Linked DNA regions of Zea mays: regions 2 and 3 are each linked to region 1. Evidence: chromatin contacts called from public Hi-C data. All regions are on one chromosome and are shown on one strand. The core of a region is the stretch at or near the end of the contact, and the rest is flanking DNA. Distances in the headings are between cores, read along the strand shown.

Region 1 (3,385 bases), core at 594-3,093:
CGGCGTGTCCACGTGCGGGATCGCCACGGGCGCTAGCCGAGACGACGACCGCCGGCCGGAGTCAGCGGACGCGGACCTGGAACCGGTCGTCCTCCCGTCTTCCGCGGTGTGGTAGATGGTGTCCGCGGCCGCGGTGTCGTAGACGGGGTTGGAATTGGTTAGAGACGTCGCCGCCGTGCTCCTGTCGGTGGTGACGGTCGTGGCGCCGGAGTCGGAGGCCGACGACGAGGTGAGAGAGATGTACTTGGGGAGCGCCACGAACGACGGCAGACGCGGGAGGTCGCCAGCAGAGCAGCCGTCGGAGAGGTTCTCTACCACCCACCTCATGGTCGGACGCGCCCTGGGGTCGTGCAGCGAGCAGAGGAGACCGAGGTGCATGAGCCGCGCGACGTCGAACAGCGCAGAGGCGCCGTCCGGCAGCTTCGCGTCCGCGGCGTTGAGCAGCTTGCCCTCGTCCGACAGCCGCCGCACCCAGTCGAGCATGAAGATCTGGTCGTCGGGGTACGCCAGGTCGACGGCGCGCCGCCCCGTGGCCACCTCCAGGAGCACGATGCCGAAGCTGAAGACGTCGGACTTGGCGGTGCCGCCGGCGGCCCGGCGATGGAAGCTCTCAGGCGGCAGGTACCCGATGGTCCCGCCGATGCGGCTGGTGTCCATGAGCCGGAATTGGTAGTTGGCCGAGACCGCGGCCGAGGCAGATGACGACGACAGGCGCAGGGACGGTGGCGACGCCTCCGGGTGCAGCGGGTTCAGGGCGTCGTCGGCGCCCACCGCGTGCTCGAGCCAGCGGGCGAGGCCGAAGTCGCCGAGCCGTGCGTTGTACTCGGAGTCGAGCATGACGTTGCTGGTCTTGACGTCGCGGTGGATGATCTGCGTGTCCAGCTGCTCGTGAAGGTAGAAGAGCGCGGCGGCGAGCCCGGCGACGATGCGGCGGCGGCGGTCCCAGCTGAGCCGCGGAGCCGAGGCCGGGGCCGCGGCCTTGGGCGGCGCGAAGAGCAGGCGGTCGAGGCTGCGGTTGGGCATGTAGTCGTAGACTAGCATGAGCTCCTCCCCGGCGCGCACGCACCAGCCGCGGAGGCGCACCAGGTTGCGATGCCGCAGCCTGGCCACGGCCGCGAGCTCGGCCAGGAACGACTTGTCGCTGCGGGCGCCCGCGCTGCTGGCTGCGACGCACTTGACGGCCACCGTGGTGCCGTCGCTGGGCAGAACGGCGCGGTACACCCGGCCGAATCCCCCGCTGCCGAGTACCTCCGCGTCGCTGAACCCGCGCGTCCCGATGTAGAGCTCCGAGTAGCTGAATATCCTGGGCCCGCCGCCCGCGAGCTGCTTCCTGCCGGCGACGTCGTCGACCACGCCGGCGATGTCCTCGAACGCCGCCGCCTTTTCCGAAGAGTCGTCGTGCCACCGGCCGGCGCCGCGGCAGCAGGGCCGGGGCCGCCAGCGGCGGAGGCACGACAACAGGCGGACGGCCGTGGTGCGGGCGTACGACCCGGCCGTCTCGAGTTCCAGGGACGCCACCCTAGCCGGGCTGCGCCGCGCCGGCCCCTCCGGGTGGGACGCCGGTGGGACGGCCTCGTCGGCGTCCATCGGCAGCACGAAGCAGAGACGGCGCAGCGACAACGACGACGACATGGCCGGGCACCGGACAGGCAGGCAGTGCTAAATGCTAACTATGGAGTGGCTAGCGATTAGCTAGTGCAACTCCCACTCATGGTAAGCGGTGGTGGTGCGCTTAGTGCGCGTGGGGGAAGGAAATTAAAAGCGCAAGCACGGGGTGGAGGCTTCCATTCCACTGAGCGTTGGAAACCTGGAACGGATGAATTGGGATAGGGAACGGAGGTGGGTTTACGGGTGTGAAGGGACCGCCCCTGGGCAGGTGGGGAAGATGGCCAAAAGCCAAGCTCTGTGGCGTGTGCACGGCGGCGATAGTAACGTGAGCTGTGAGGTGGGCGTGCTGGTAGGTGGCTCTCTATCGCGGTTGACTTGGCATGCAGGTGGAGCCGGAGTTCCCGCCAAAAGGAAGGGGCGTCACCGTCCCGTCTTCCTCGTCTTTCACCGCCTTGCCGCGATGGAATGGAATACGTAATCGACCGCCAAAAAAAAAAAAGGAGCGTCACCCTCTGACTCATCTTTCATATCCACACTTTTTTAATCCCAATACGTACTTCCTCTATTTTAAATCAAAAACACAGGACGTTTTCGTATTTTATATAATTTTTATTATGCACTAAGATACACATGTGTTTGGATATATAGTAAAAACAGTATATTTATGTATACATAAGCTAAAAAAACTTATAGTTATAGTTTAGAACCAAGTGAATAGGAATACAAAGCGTGTCTAACCGCGAGTAATACTGATACAACAAGAGGAATAGGTTTTGTTGGGCCTGTTCACTGCTGTCGTTTGCACAGTAACTTCTCCTGATCCTCGGCCTTCAAGAAGCCGTCGAGGCCTGCACAGCCCACCTCGGGATTGGCTGAAGGCCCATCAAGCCCGCGAGTCCGAGTCGCGGCCTTCCCGTTTCCTTCCCAAAAGGGTCCTCATCGTCCTCTCCCGTCCGAGTGCCCTAGTAACCCTAGCCGCCTGAGGCCGACGCCAACTCTCTCCTGACCGCAACGGGGAACTCGCCCCCCGCCTCCGCCACCGCGCCGGTCGCCGACCCACTCAGATGAACACGTCTCCGTCCAGATACAGGTACGCTTCGGCTGCACCTGCACCTCTCTCTTCCCCCTTCAATTCCGCCGTAGAATCTTCCTTCCCCCTGACCCTGAACCCTAGTACCAACCTTTTTCTCCGGGACCCGAAACAGTCCATCCGGCTCGTCGAAGCTTCGTTCGTTAGGTTTGTCTTTCGCGTGGTGGGTGGGAAACTGGGAATCCACAGCGGTATCCGCCCCTGGTGGTGTGGTGCTCCAACGATCTGCCGCTCTATGCGATTCGTCCTATAAGATAAGAGTGCTCATGGGAAATTACCGGGCACCGAAACACCCCAGCACGATTCTGTGCTGGGTAGATTTATTGTGTACCGGTTGATTAGTTGGCAGGATTTTATTCGTATCGAAAAATATTATTATAGACAATTGATGACATAATACTGCCATTCATTCTACTCTGTTACCACACAGCATGTGGTCCTCGATTAATACTTGCATCCAGTCTACTCTACTGTCACACATTGCATACACAGCTTTGACATTTTTCTTTGTCTTGCTCTTCATCCAGTGACAAATCTCTGTTGGGTTCCCCTTTAGAACCGCTGTATGGTGAACTGATGTAATCATGTAAAACGAACAAGGGGACATATTTTATGCTCATGAAACCTTCGTGCTCATATTTGCATTTTAAATCTGGTGCGTTTATGAGCAATCCAACGTTAAGGTGA
Region 2 (3,385 bases), core at 607-3,106, 840 kb before region 1:
GATCAGCACCATCTAGAGGCTGAGACATTTTGTTAGGAACATGGAGTAGTTTAGGGCTAGTTTGGAAGTTTAAAACTCGGAGGGGATTGAAGGGGCTAAAATCCTCTTATTCAAATTTGAATACGGAGTGCATTTTAGCCTCTCCAATCCCCTCTGGATTTAAGGCTTCTAAACTAGCCCTTATTGGCTTTCCAAGGATTTTCACATGTGGGTCAGCGTTCTTGCTTGCTGCTGGCTACCTCTCTCGTGCGGCTCCGTGTAAACCTTCTGGTTTTGGCTGTAGGGGAATGTGCATGGCAGCAGCATTCGGTGAAGTGCATGTGTTTGCAGCTGTATATTCTTTGGCATGGCCTCAATCAATGTTTGTGGTCCTATTATTTTCTTCATCTTTTCTTTCTTTTTAATTGAAAAATCTCCATTCTCCATTGCTGAGCCTCCTGTTGCTGTTACTGTTAGGTATACATACTACACTCTAATGTATAAATAAAGGTGCAAGTGTCAAATGGGCCATGCAGTTGTCCAAATGTTTTTATTTTTGGATTATGTTGGTGATACGGCAGGGTTGTGGTAATGGTGGTCCGTAGCAATCTGTTGTCACGGCCCCTACCAGGCAGTGGCATCGGGCCGTTGCCTAAATGGGCGTCTGTCTTATGCATGGCCCACTGTTTTAGGTCACGCTAGTCTAGAAAGCACGGCTAAATTAGTAGGCTGGGCCGGTCCATAGCCCGGTAATCCTAGATCTACCACATCATCTATATTCAGTGTTCTGTTTTCAAATCTCAATTCAAATATGGAAATTACAGGTAGGCTACCAATCGCCATCGTCTCTTCTCAATAATCCTGCTCGTCAAATTAAAGGAAAAAAGCAGTCTTTTAAAATTTCCGGCTACCAATCGCCATCGTCTCTTCTCAATAATCCTGCTCGTCAAATTATAGGTAGGCTGTAAAAACAAATAGGGTTAAGGTTACATTACCAGCTGATACGAGGTCCAGAGGCCAGAGAAGAAGATAAAATGGTGACATGGCCCTCGACGGACGATGAATGCATCAGGACCGAGAGGCAGATGAGCATTGCCTTCCATTGCAGAATTGTATGGCTCCTTCCAGCGAATAGGAGCATTGCTTGCAGACTACATATATAGTTTATATAAATTGGCAATCCAACGAGGGCTTTTGGTTGGTCTTGACGTACGTATGTATCCGGTTTCAACTGTTACTCTGTTCTTCAAGCCAAGCCTAGTATGGGAGACGCGTCGCAGGCCCTGCGCTGCTCTCGTAGTTGTGGTCTCGTCTCTCGAGAGAAATATCTGGCTCCGGTCCGGCTGAGGAGCGGGAGCCGGTCAACGAAATGACGCGGTGGCGTTGCAGCCCCGCACGGCAGCACGCGCGACTCCTGCTCCCCGTGGAAGCGTCGCTGTTGACAAGGGCCTGCACGGACAGCACGGCTGCCCTCCATCCCATTCCCATAGATTATTATATACGTGTAAATTTCTAGTAGTAGGTTGGCGCCACGGCCTAGACAGCGGCCGCGCCGTTCCCCGATGGCCGTCCCGATCCGACGGCCATAAACCCACCCGGGCCGGGCGGCCGGGCCCGTGGCTACAGCGGCGGCGGTGGTACTGGTACGGTGGTACCTGCCGCGCTGCCGCCCAATTCTCTCCGGCTGCATCATTAAAGCCTGGGGCCCGCGTGGCATGGGTACGGGACGGGACGGGAGGTCAGGGTCACCCCTGCCCATGTCGGTCGCTGCACTGCACACCGCCACCGCGGACCGCCGGGTAGGAAACAAAAGCGCCATTTCCCAGCTCAGGCATGCAGCCCGGACCCCCCCCCCCCCCCCCCCCCCCCCCCACCACCACTCGCCTCGCCGCAGGCGGTCACGATCAATGCCGCATCCCTCCGCTGCCGGCCTGCTCACACAGCCTCCTCTTCCTCCAGTCCTCCTCCCACGCACCACGGGCGAACAAAAGCACAAAAGCCAACCCACACCGCACCACCCCTACTACCCCTAGGAAACGACGACCGCAACTACATACCAGCCAGCCGACCCGACCCCCAGCAGTCTTGCAGGCTACAGCCCCTGCGGCACCAGAGGGAGCGGCCGCGGCAGGGCGTCCTCGTCGCCGCGGCAGGGCGCTAGGGCAGGCAGGCATGCGCTGATGGAATTCACGGCCCAGGAGGGGGAGGAGCCCGTCTCGGAGGAGATGGGCGCGAGCTCCGCGCCGCCGCCCTGCCTCGGCCCCGGCCGCGGCCCGGGGAACCAGAACCACGCCGCCGAGGCGACGTACCACGAGTGTCTGCGCAACCACGCGGCGGCGCTGGGCGGACACGTCGTCGATGGCTGCGGCGAGTTCATGCCCGAGGACGCCGACAGGCTCAAGTGCGCAGCCTGCGGCTGCCACCGCAGCTTCCACCGCAAGGGCGACGCGGGGCGCCGCCACCAGCTCCTGCTGCCGCCGCCCGCCGCGGCGGTCCCGCGCGTCCCGCTGCTCCTGCCTCCGCCCCACCCCTACGCGGCCGGCGCTGCCCACCCCCACTACGCGTCGCCGCCGCTGTTCCCGTACCACGGCACGCCCAGCGGCACCACGACCGAGTCGTCCAGCGAGGAGCGTGGCCCGCCGTCCGGGTTCGCCGCCGCGCCGCACGCGCACGCGCAGGGCCACGTCCGGCGGAAGCGGATCCGGACCAAGTTCACGCCGGAGCAGAAGGAGCAGATGCTGGCGTTCGCGGAACGCCTCGGCTGGCGGATGCAGAAGCAGGACGACGCGCTGGTGCAGCACTTCTGCGACCAGGTCGGCGTCCGGCGGCAGGTCTTCAAGGTCTGGATGCACAACAACAAGCACATCGGCAGCGGCGGCAGGAGGCAGCCGCCGCCGCACCTGCCGCCTCCCGAGGGGCAGCAACAGCCCCAGCAGCCCCAGTAGCCACGGTGGGAGACAAGGCTCAGCAGTCAGCAGCACCACCACCACCACCACCATTTGCTTAATCCCCCGCCTCATTTTTTTATGGGCTCCGAGAGGGGGTGTGGGATTAAACAAGGGAAGTCAGGAGGGGTTCCTATCCTTTCTTCCCTTCCGTTTTTGGGTTCACCTTATCCTTGATTTTTTGTAGTCACTTCACGTCTTCACCATCCTCTTTTGCTTCACGATTCTTGCTTGCATATCTTTGGTTTTATTCTGTTCTTACTAGCTTGGGGGATCAATTGGAAGGAGGAGGAGGCACTGTGCATGTTTTGTAGCTACAATCCTGCTACCTTATTGCCATTTAGCCCCCTTCGGCGAGCAAGGTTAACCAATCTAAATTCCGATCTATATTTCCATCTTCACTTAATCTGTTAATCAATAGCGAATATAGCCGGTGGTCTCTCCTCCCTTCTAATGCAGCA
Region 3 (3,385 bases), core at 537-3,036, 790 kb after region 1:
TCTGAGCTCATACTCACAATTGTATGTTAGATCAAAGTGATGTGTTAGGCACTTGATTACCAAAACACTTAGAAATAGCCCAAGGGCACATTTTCTTTCAGCTCTTAATGGAAAATATGTAACCACTAAAATTATATGCACCTGAAATAGTGTTGGAGCTTCTTGAATGCAACAAGGACCACATATATTAGTTTATGCATCTCTGGTTACCTAGTCTTATTGATGTGGAGGACTTTACTAATGAAGTAGATTGGTCATTGGAAATGGCGAGTAGCATGGCGAGATAAGCCCAACTCAAAGGGGCCAGGGATCGGATGGACAACAGTCTCTAAGAGGGCACCCACAGGCTCTATCTCTGTCGCTACGACTCACCCGACTCACTAAGAGGAGCTGCACCTCCCCTGCTCTGAGTCAGTACAGGCCCCAACAGAAGTCGGGGCTCACGACATTCACTATGTGCCCTAACAATAATGAGATCTTTAAATGTTCACGGGAGAGCCCTTTACTATGAGGGACTCTCGGCATTCACTGAGGATGATTATAGAGATCTGTAGCTACGAATGTTCATGGGAGGACCTAATAGTGGCTAGAGCTCCCAATACTCATTAGAGGTTATGGGATTGTGCCAGGCCCTCGAGTGTTCACAGAAGGATCTGACAGTGGCCGAAAGCTCCTAGCATTTGTTGAGGATTCCAAGATAAGCGTTCACGGAAGAACATAATGGTGGCTAACAGTGTGTTTGGTTCAGCTATTGATTCCTAAAAATCTGATTTTAGCTACAAGCTATGAGGGGGCTGTTATGAGCTGATGGCTATGGGAAAGCTAAAATCTATTTGGTTGAAACAATTGTCAACTATAGATTCTATAATAGTATGATAGCTTGGCAACATGGCAGGGGGGGACCACCCTGGCCTCTCGAATGAGTCAATTCGATAGCATGATATCATCGGCAAGGGGTGATACGCTTTGTCGTGGGGGTATATGCCCACAACGCTATACCCAAACGTTGTGGTTGTAGTCATGCCCAATCTAGTGTATACAAAGCATCCTATACGAGTAGCGTGTATGGCAGTGACAATAGCTGAAGCGATAGGTGTTGCGTCATCGTCTTCCATTGGTATGAAGCCTCTCAGTCATGGAATATCAATGTGGAGTCTAGAGAGATGTTGAAAGGGATAGCATCATATATGGACGAGCATCGTGGATGGGGGATGATGAGCGAAGAGTAGATGAGAAAAATGTATAATGTTCAGGGACAACAAAGCCACATCATTGACCTCCAAAATCGAGTGTAGAGAGATGATGGCAACTTTAGCTGTCGCTAGGAGGTGTCATGGAGTGAGAGTCGAGCGACAAATTAGATAGAAAATAAAACGATTCAACCCTATAAACAGTAGTAACCGAATAATAATTTCTAAAAATCTAGATGACATAATTTTTTTTAAAAAAAGATAAAAGTATGTTCTGGATTAAACTAGAGAAATCTATAGATTCTCGTAAATCTATTCATCCCACGTAGCCTTTTGATTATGATTCCAGATTTTTTGGCTTAGGATCATCATTATGTCGTTATTGTAGGAATCTGATATTAACGTTATGATCATATAGATCCCATATTAATTGTTTCGTTACCATCGAAGGAATCGAAATGGGAACGCAGCATGAAAATCTTGCGGTGAAAACGGCGTTCACAGAGAAAGCGAAGATCAATCTACGGCGGGTACAGTCAGTGCGGTGGTCAGTCGGAGGCAGACAAGCGAAGCAGCCAAAACCACCAGCGAGGCGGCGATGAGTGAGCAATGATTCCCCTGCCAAATCGAAAAAATCTCCCTGCTAGGCTAGGCACCAAGCCAAGCAAATCCACTCGAGACCAGACCGGCGACGGCGGCCCCGCGTCCGTCGCCATCAAAGCCACCGCTGCGGTCGCTCCTCCGGGACCCCTCCTCCTCCGCGGACCACCGCCAGCGCTCGACAGCAACACGCGCACGCCCACGCGCGAAGAGTCAACAGGAGAGAGACTGGCGGTGGTGGAACTGGCAGTAGAATAAGCTTGCGTCGAGTGGGAGTTGGCGAGGCATCGCTCGCTTCCCCTCCACCCCACTCTGCCCACCGAGCGCCAGTGGAGCGCTTACTTGACTTGACCTCGCCGCCTCCTGCCCTCCCCCTCCCCCTCCCCCTGCCGGCGCCCGTTCTTTCCTCCCCTCGCCGGACGCCCACCGCCGGAGCGGAAGAGGGGGGAATGCAGCCGCCGCAGCAATACCCGCCGGCGCCCGGCTCCTGGGGCGGGGTCGCGGGGGCCAGGGCCGGCGCCACCACCGTGGATGAGGCGTCCATGGAACGTAGCAAGAGCTTCATCAAGGCCCTGCAGGTGCTCCCCGAACCCCGCATTCCTAGATCCATACACGCGCACGCACAAAAATCCTCCCTTTTTTTCTAAAAGGAAAAGGCTGTCCCTGCTCTGTCTCACCGGGGATCCGGCTGGATTTCTGCTTCGTGATGATGGCGCAGGAGCTCAAGAACCTGCGGCCGCAGCTCTACACCGCCTCCGAGTACTGCGAGAAGTCCTACCTCCACAGCGAGCAGAAGCAGAAGTGAGTCGCGTTCCCTGCTCCTGCATTTTACTGCCACACAAAGGGAGAAGGAATCACTACTACTCACTTCCTAGTCTTACCACGGCGCCCAGCCATGGTTGCTCTTCGTACAATTGCATCTTGCATGCTGTATCTAGCACTGTTTTGTCATTTCGCCTAAGGGTTGAAGGATCCAATCGAAGCGTGGGTGCAGCATGTGCTGGTAGCAACTACACCCAACTACCTATGATAGGTGTAGACGACTGAGCCAACTAAGGCAAGGACGGCAACAGGTGTGAGGAAGGGACTTGATGTGTGAGATGTGGCTAGAAAACAAACTCTACTGGCTAGAGAAAGATATAATTTTTTGGTATCATCTGGAGTTTTGGAGTTACCTGACAACTGTCCCTGTACTGTTCGTAGTCTGAATTTTGTCACTGCATTGAAATTTTAGCAACGGGGACCCCCTCTTGTAGTCTTGTTTGACAGTGCAGAATAAATTTCAGAAATATAGGGTGCAGACTTTCACATCTTTTCTTTTATTAATGATGAGTCGATAGTGTACTGAACTCGAGCTTGCAGTATATACTCTTATTTCAACACAGGACATGTTGAACTGTAACATTCAGGTCATATTATGACAGCTGAAGCTGTTAATTTATGTCAGGGTGCTGGACAACCTGAAAGACTATGCCTTACGAGCCGTCGTCAACGCGGTTGATCATCTGGGTACTGTTGCGTACAAACTGACCGATCTTTTCGAGCAGCAAGCTTCCGAGGTGTCGACATATGAACTGAAAGTCGCACGCCTGAAC

Evidence for each region. A called contact is a pair of places that touch in the nucleus more often than the background predicts.
Region 2: a Hi-C map of endosperm shows a contact between it and region 1, with 2.4 times the contacts expected there. The contact joins the promoter of LOC103635380 here to the promoter of LOC109941412 in region 1. A contact is called at or near these places in 3 of 25 Hi-C or Micro-C datasets (bundle sheath, ear and endosperm).
Region 3: a Hi-C map of ear shows a contact between it and region 1, with 3 times the contacts expected there. The contact joins the promoter of LOC103635403 here to the promoter of LOC109941412 in region 1. A contact is called at or near these places in 8 of 25 Hi-C or Micro-C datasets (bundle sheath, ear, endosperm and 3 more).

The regions. Positions count from the first base shown.
Region 1 is chr8:76,371,257-76,374,641 of Zm-B73-REFERENCE-NAM-5.0, forward strand. LOC109941412 (receptor like protein kinase S.2) reads right to left here and starts at 1,844. Exons shown (of 1, transcript NM_001412149.1): 1 at 1-1,844. The coding sequence starts at 1,632. LOC100282455 reads left to right here and starts at 2,563. Exons shown (of 2, transcript NR_178050.1): 1 at 2,563-2,698.
Region 2 is chr8:75,533,439-75,536,823 of Zm-B73-REFERENCE-NAM-5.0, forward strand. LOC103635380 (zinc-finger homeodomain protein 6) reads left to right here and starts at 1,857. Exons shown (of 1, transcript XM_008657844.3): 1 at 1,857-3,366. The coding sequence starts at 2,160. The coding sequence ends at 2,924.
Region 3 is chr8:77,158,422-77,161,806 of Zm-B73-REFERENCE-NAM-5.0, forward strand. LOC103635403 (probable protein ABIL4) reads left to right here and starts at 1,787. Exons shown (of 9, transcript XM_008657858.4): 1 at 1,787-2,368; 2 at 2,509-2,591; 3 at 3,238-3,385. The coding sequence starts at 2,240.